2 separate regions of the Pan troglodytes genome follow, and region 2 is linked to region 1. A link is a contact called in public HiChIP or PLAC-seq data. All regions are on one chromosome and are shown on one strand. Each heading gives the region's core, a stretch centred on a gene start, on an enhancer-like site or on the middle of the called end of the contact. The rest is flanking DNA. Distances are from core to core; before and after follow the strand shown. Region 1 holds the start of NASP (nuclear autoantigenic sperm protein). Region 2 holds the start of HECTD3 (HECT domain E3 ubiquitin protein ligase 3).

The links. HiChIP or PLAC-seq counts read pairs in DNA pulled down with a chosen protein or histone mark.
Region 2: a contact with region 1 is called in an H3K4me3 HiChIP or PLAC-seq map of stem cell-derived excitatory neurons, with 7 times the contacts expected there. The contact joins the promoter of HECTD3 here to the promoter of NASP in region 1. A contact is called at or near these places in 2 of 7 Hi-C or Micro-C datasets (induced pluripotent stem cells and stem cell-derived neural progenitor cells) and 1 of 1 datasets of contacts at active chromatin or transcription factors (stem cell-derived excitatory neurons).

What each region holds. Positions count from the first base shown.
Region 1 is chr1:185,381,971-185,385,592 of NHGRI_mPanTro3-v2.0_pri, forward strand. NASP (nuclear autoantigenic sperm protein) reads right to left here and starts at 2,025. Exons shown (of 15, transcript XM_001158313.7): 1 at 1,267-2,025. The coding sequence starts at 1,325.
Region 2 is chr1:185,951,656-185,955,277 of NHGRI_mPanTro3-v2.0_pri, forward strand. HECTD3 (HECT domain E3 ubiquitin protein ligase 3) reads left to right here and starts at 1,554. Exons shown (of 21, transcript XM_016961571.4): 1 at 1,554-2,028; 2 at 2,211-2,371; 3 at 2,624-2,716; 4 at 2,796-2,931; 5 at 3,234-3,349; 6 at 3,435-3,548. The coding sequence starts at 1,660. UROD (uroporphyrinogen decarboxylase) reads right to left here and starts at 1,706. Exons shown (of 11, transcript XM_513127.7): 1 at 1,548-1,706; 2 at 632-1,085; 3 at 1-10. The coding sequence starts at 651.

The sequences.
Region 1 (3,622 bases), core at 775-3,274:
CAGGGTGACTTGAGAACCACTGCTCTACAAGAACGCAGAGAGAAAAGGTGGTAAGCAGTGATATAAGTAAATCTCTAACTATAAACAAACAAAGACATAATCATGACAGAGTGTAAGCCTATAGAATATCAATTTAAAAAACTTCACAGCAACCATTCCTTTTACAGGGAAGGCAGCTAACCTCTAAAGCGCACAAGATTAGGAAAAAAAATAGAACCAGATGCCTAAAAAAATATGGCAAGATTGGGAAATCAGACCTACTGTATCGGAAACAGCACTTGTTTCCTTGAACTCGTGTAGTGTTTCCCTCCACTGTTCAAAAAACAGATTACGCCTGAGTGGCACTGTGCCGCTTTCAAAGCAATTCTATCTTGTTTCCCTCCAGTCCTTCTCCACTTCGTGCATACTACTGCCGATTCACCTAGCAACCAAACAGTGCTGGTGAGAGCTCCAGACAGCGCTTCCTGAAGACGCTTTACGTCCGGATAATGTTCCCCCCAAATAGGCAACACCTCCAAAGTCTAAAGAACGACAATCCTCCCCACCACAGGCAGGGGCTCACGGTGTCGCGGGGAGCGATAACTATCTCCTAGCACAAGACGTGAGCGAGGTGTGGGGGGGAACTAGCCTCGCCGGCCCCACCGAGATAGTCCAAAGCTCCTGCTGGAGCCGCAGCGGCCCCAAACAATGGACTTTTCCCGCCTCCTCAAGGCCCCGCCCCCTGCCCCAGAGCCGGCGAGGAAAGGGAACGCACGCGCGCAAAACCCCGCCCTCAGCAAGGCCCCGCCCACCCCGACCCCTCAGGTCCAGCCTCCTTCCTCGTGCAAGGTTTTTTTTCCCTTTTGGCGCCAAATCTCCGTTGGTTATATTCCCGGGTTATCCAGGGATTCTACCAGAGGCACACGCTGGGGACAGAAGGGGCGTGAAGGCCAACCCGCGCGCCAGGGCCCCGCCTCCCGGCCAACCGCCCCGGGCCGGGGGAGGAAGGAGAGGGGCAGGCGAAGGATACAGCCGCCGCTGCCCCCGGCAAGATGGCGGCCGCGAAAAGCGGGGCAGGGGGCGCCAGCCGACCGCCGTTACCGCTGCTGCGCGAGGCTCTCAGCAAAAGAAGGACTGCTCCAGTGACCAGGCCTTCCCGAACAGCGACAGCTGCTCTTGGGAAGGCAAGTACTCCCGCCCATCGGTCTGCCCCTTCTCCGGAGCCCCCGTCCATTAGCCCTCCCCGCGGACTGGCCAGTGCCTTAAGCTTTCCACAGTCCCGCTTACTTGTCGGCAGAAACCAGCTCCGCGGCGACGGCGGCAGTGGCTGTGGACTCCGTGGCCATCGTTCCCCTGAGGTGGCGAACCAGCGAACGGAATAGAGCCTGCGAGAAAAACAGGCAATTTGGGACGCCAGAGACTCACTCAGGGACAGAAAATGGCAGATTAGAGACCCCGCGCGGCCGGGGCCCTTTTATATACGAGGACCCTTCGCCCCGCCCATCCACTTCCGGATCCTCCCCCTCGGGTTTAAAGGGCCAGGACTCAACACCCATACTCTCCGTCCCCCGCCGGCCTACCACTATCTAGACACCTCCTGCCCTCTCCATATGGCTCCGCGGGATTGTTTCCCTCCCTAGCCCGACTTCTCCGATAAACAGCAACTTCCTGCTTCTCCAGCAAGTCGCATAAGAAGAACTGGAATCTTGACACTACAACTCCTGACAGGACGCCCCTGCGGCATCCAGAGACAGGGAAGCCAGTGCTGCTCTGCATGTTCAGGGCGAGTAGCTGAGAGTCTCCTTCCGGCCTGGATACTGAGGAAGGTGACTTAGACTTTCTCTCCGTCCTCTGAGTCGTAACGGACGGACACGCAAGGGCCGAGGACGGGTACAAGCAGCAGCGACTAGAACTGATCTGGGTGAGATCTGGGCCTCAGCAACAACTGACGCAAGAAGATTTTGTTCTAGGATTGGCTACAGCTGAAACTACCGCGCTTGATTCAAAGCTCGGGGCTTGCCGCGGGAGGCAGCTGGCTCCTCCCTCTGAACCCGCCCCCTTTGGCTGGCCCAATCCGCTGATCCCATCCTCTTAGGCCCTGCCCAGACTCCAAATCTACCAGGATTAATGCTCCCAGCGCTTTTTGTCCACTCCTGCCTATGATTTGCTGTGTGACTACTACTCGTGGGGGTACCGTGATTAGACGCTTTAAAGCTATTAGCTATCTTGTTTAATATTAACAATGCTACTAGTGAGATCAGTGTTAGTCTGTTTCTTAGAAAAATAAACCAAGGGGCCGGACGCGGTGGCTCACGCCTGTAATCCCAGCACTTTGGGAGGCCTAGGCTGGTGGATCACGAGGTCAGGAGTTCAAGACCAGCCTGGCCAAGATGGTGAGACCCCCGTCTCTACTAAAAAATACAAAAATTAGCCGGGCGTGGTGGCGGGCGCCTGTAATCCCAGCTACTCGGGAGGCTGAGGTAGGAGAATACTAGAACCCGGAAGGCAGAGGTTGCAGTGAGCCGAGAGCTCGCCACTGCACTCCAGCCTGGGCAACAGAGCGAAACTCCGTCTCAAAAATAAATAAATAAATAGGCCAAGGTTCCAACCTGGCCAACATGGTGAAACCCCGTCTCTACTAAAAATGCGAAAATTAGCCAGGTGTGGTGGCAGGCTCCTGTAATCCCAGCTACTCGGGAGGCTAAGGCAGGAGAATCACTTGAACCCGGGAGGCAAAGGTTGCAGTGAGCCGAGATTTCGCCACTGCACTGCAGCCTGGGCAACAGAGCGAGACTCCGTCTCAAAAAAAAAAAAAAAAGGGAAGCTGTGACTTGTTCAGAAAGTTGCAAGACAAATCGGTTATGGAAAGCAGTGTGCCTCATTTCCTGCAAATGGCTGAGTGAAAAATAACTGGCAGGCTAAAAAGCTGCAATTCCTCACACCTGGAGTATCATCCATTCCTTTTCACCATGGCCCAGTCTACGCTGATCGGAGTAGGGGTTTTTATTTCCCTTTAGGTTCCAGCATATTGGGAAAGATTCCTGGAGAGGATTCTTATTCCAATCTGTCAAGGCTCGAAGAGGTTGAAATCTTTGGGGCTAGAGAGCTGGACGTGAAAATGCCAATTCCTATGGCAAACATACATGGGCTCTTCCATTATTAGCTAGGTGACGTGAGCCAGGTCACGTAACCCGGATTGTAATCGAGTAGCTAGGATTAAGGTTAAGTGTAAAATGAAGACATATTAGTAGCCACCGCTTAAGGACATTGTGAGAATTACAGGTAATTAGCACTGTGTAGAATTCACGCTAAGCACTCATTGAATGGCTACCACAGTCTGATGATGTGGTAAATGGTGGGTGTTGGGAGGGGAGATCTCTCCAAAGTCCTTGCAGCCAGGGCTAGGGCCTGAGAAAACCTCTGCAATTACTGGTGTGACCGATTCATCCATTAAATTAATATTCACTGAGCAACTTTGAGGTACAAGACTTTGTACTAGGTTCTGGGGACAAAAGACATGGACTCTACCTTTGAGGAACTCAGAGAAATATATTTTAAAATATATTTTAGGCTGGGCGTGGTAGCAGGTGCCTGTTATCCTAGCACTTTGGGAGGCTGAGGCAGGCGGATCACTTGAAGTCAG
Region 2 (3,622 bases), core at 304-2,803, 570 kb after region 1:
ACCCTGAGGTCTGGCGATCAGGTGGGGGTGGGGGTAGGTGTCAGTATGCTACGCTGGAGGCTGGGGAAAGCGCGGGTTCATAAGGCCGATTCAGTCCAGGACCGCTATCTACCCCCTCCAGGCCAGCTCCCAAACCCTGGCTTTCCGCCCGTTCCGCCTCCTCTCTGCCTATCAGGTGGTGCACAAACTCCAGAAGGGCCCGCCCTGGGGCCTCTTCCCTCCACTTAGTCTCTACTCTTCCAAGCTCGAAGCAACCAGAGGGACTGGGGGGAGGGAATGAAGGCCCACTAAGGATAGTTTGGGGGTCTTCGAACTAGTGAGCCTCAGAAACGGGAATGTCACTGGGCTGGTTCAGGGGCTGAGAAATCCCCAGGCTGGGGGATAAAGAGGGATCAGAGTTGATGGTCCCAGAATAGAGATCCTGGTTGGAAATCCTGAGGCATCCCTTGAATTAAGGCCCTGGGATGAACGTCTCAAAAATCCATGGTTTTAGGATTCAGGATCCCAGCTAACGGAGTTCAGGTTGGGAGGTCTCCAGGGTGGGGAAAGGGGAGTACAGGGATAGAGTCCTGAGTTGGAAGACTCAAATTAGAAGCCCGGCTAGCCACACCGCGTGCTCTGGAGAACTCACCCCAACCCATTCGCTTCCATGGTCAGCTGTCTGTAACTGCGAGCTCAATCCGCAATTTAACCTGAATCTGAGCCTGCCCCCCAGTCCAGGCTCCGCCCCTTTCTGTAGGGAACCAAGGGCGTCGCCATGTTGAAGATCACATGATCGGACTCCAGCGACAGCTCCAGGGCTGCCCTGGCTGCTGCCCGTAGGACCCCTACCTTTTTTCACCGTAAAGTTCGCTGTAGCGACGCAACAACAAAGGCCCAAAAGAAAACTCCGCTGTAAATGTATCTTAGGGTGACATGAGGAATTTGTTCTCATCTGACAGTCTGGGTATCCGGAGGCTTGGCGCAAGTCCCACTCATGATACCAACAGTCTTATCCAGCCAGGTCCATACTATAGCCTGGACCTATAGTAGGTGCAGAGGTTAGCTCTGCTCAAGACAGCCCCGGCCTTTAAGGAGCTACAAGACTGGGGAAACAGAAATCAGCAATCACATTAAAATGAATAATGATCTCCAGTGTCCTTGGGATTAGGAGTGACAAACAGAATCAACCCTAATGACTCAAGACTCCTGTCAGTGGCAGGGGAAGGGGCCATTGTCTCAAACACTTTAGTCACACCACCCATAGGATAGGGAGTCCAGCAGATTCGCTGGGAGTGGGAGGAAAAACAGCAGGCCGAAGAATCAGAAAAATGACTGTTGGCAATGACCCAGGCTAGCTAGAATGGTGACTTGAATGAGGGTAGTAGCAGTAGAGATAAAATGGTAGTCACAAGGAAATGGAGAGAGGGAGATTGATCAGGTAGCAATCACCAATCTTGGGTTTGGTCGGCTGGGTTAGGGTGGCACAGAGATAAGTAATATGGTTGAGTGTGGGAGTACACAGTGCAATACAGTGAGAGCTGGGGTGCGCTTAGTCCAGAACATACGGCAAAGGCTGGCCAAAGGCGGGGAAGGGCGTGGTGGGAAGCTCTGTCGGCGGTCGCGCCAGCTGTTCCCCGGGCAGGGTCGCCTCTAGGCGCTCACCTCCGCCACTTCGCCATGGCGGGTCCTGGCCCGGGCGCGGTGCTGGAGTCCCCCCGGCAGCTGCTGGGCCGCGTGCGCTTCTTGGCAGAGGCCGCGCGGAGCCTCCGCGCCGGGCGGCCGCTGCCGGCAGCGCTGGCTTTCGTGCCGCGAGAGGTGCTCTACAAGCTTTACAAGGACCCAGCGGGACCGTCGCGCGTGCTTCTGCCGGTGTGGGAGGCAGAGGGCCTGGGGCTGCGTGTGGGCGCCGCAGGCCCAGCCCCCGGTACCGGCTCCGGGCCCCTCCGCGCCGCCCGCGACGGCATTGAGCTCCGGCGCGGCGCCTGCGTGCGCACCACGGGCGAGGAGCTGTGCAACGGCCACGGGCTCTGGGTGAAGCTGACAAAGGTGCGCTCTTCCCTGCCCAGGACCCGGTAAAAGACCCCCGGGGCCAGAGAAACCTCTGGCTCTTTGCCTTTCCTCCCCTGTATTGAGTTGGCATTGCGTTCGGCGCCCTTTGCCCTGGGCTGGGCACGACAGGCGGCTGGGCAGTTCCCTGACGGCTGTCCCCATCCTACGCGTCCCGGCAGGAGCAGCTGGCAGAGCACCTGGGCGACTGCGGGCTGCAGGAAGGCTGGCTGCTGGTGTGCCGCCCGGCGGAGGGCGGAGCCCGCCTGGTACCCATCGACACTCCCAACCACCTCCAGCGGCAGCAGCAGCTCTTTGGCGTGGATTATCGGCCGGTGCTCAGGTACTGCACTTGAAGGAGCGGGGCTGGCTGTCAGAAGGCCGGGCCAGGAGGGCTTGGGAACACTTCAGCCACAGCCTGGGGTGGGTGGGATACTGGAGCGGAGGCAGGGTTAAGAACAGAAAGGGGCGGGACGTGAAGGGGGCTCGGGTGGAGACTGGGAGATAGAGCCCTGAAAAAGGCTACACGGCATGGAGGTAGTGTCTTGCTGACCGCTGATGTCTCCCCATCCCACTCCCTACTCTGTGCCCACAGGTGGGAACAGGTGGTGGACCTGACATACTCACATCGCCTGGGATCGAGACCTCAGCCGGCAGAGGCATACGCAGAAGCTGTACAAAGGCTACTGTGAGTGAGCTGGAATGGGGTGGGGAGGAAGGAGCTCTGCGTCTGGGCCCAGTCTAATTAGGGGCTTGGGGTTGCTTAGCTATGTACCCCCGACATGGACCTACGAGTGCGACGAGGACCTGATCCACTTCTTGTATGACCACCTGGGCAAGGAGGATGAGAACCTGGGTAGCGTGAAGCAGTATGTGGAGAGCATAGACGTTTCCTCCTACACGGTGGGTGCTGGGGCTCCTCCCACCCCAGGCAAGATATAGTCACACCCCTCAAGGCTAGATCCAGAAAGAACCCCCACCTGCAGGCCAGGACCAAAACAGGGTACCCACAGGCCACACTCAGTTCAGCTCCCCATCTTGGACGTCTGTAGGACCCCTTACATACCCAGCGGCCCCCTATCCCATACCAGTTGCCTGTTAGCCCAACTTCACTATGCTTTCTCTCTGGTGCTCCTGGCCCAGAGCACAAGCCCAGTGCAGGGAGGGAGGGTAACTGCTGACTTCACGTCTCTGCCCCTCCCCAGGAGGAGTTCAACGTGTCCTGCCTGACAGACAGCAATGCCGATACCTACTGGGAGAGCGATGGGTCCCAGTGCCAACACTGGGTACGGCTTACTATGAAGAAGGGCACCATTGTCAAGTAAGTAGGCTCTGGGCAGGACAGGGTGGGTGGGCTATGTCCCTGTGGGTTCACAAAGACTCATATTCACACTCTGACCCTTCAGGAAGCTGCTACTCACAGTGGATACCACAGATGACAACTTTATGCCAAAGCGGGTGGTGGTCTATGGGGGCGAAGGGGACAACCTGAAGAAGCTGAGTGACGTGAGCATTGACGAGTGAGCACGCTGGCGTGGGGAGGGAAGTAGGGCATGTTCCAAGCCTAGCCCAGCTTGAAAGCCTAAGTTTGAGT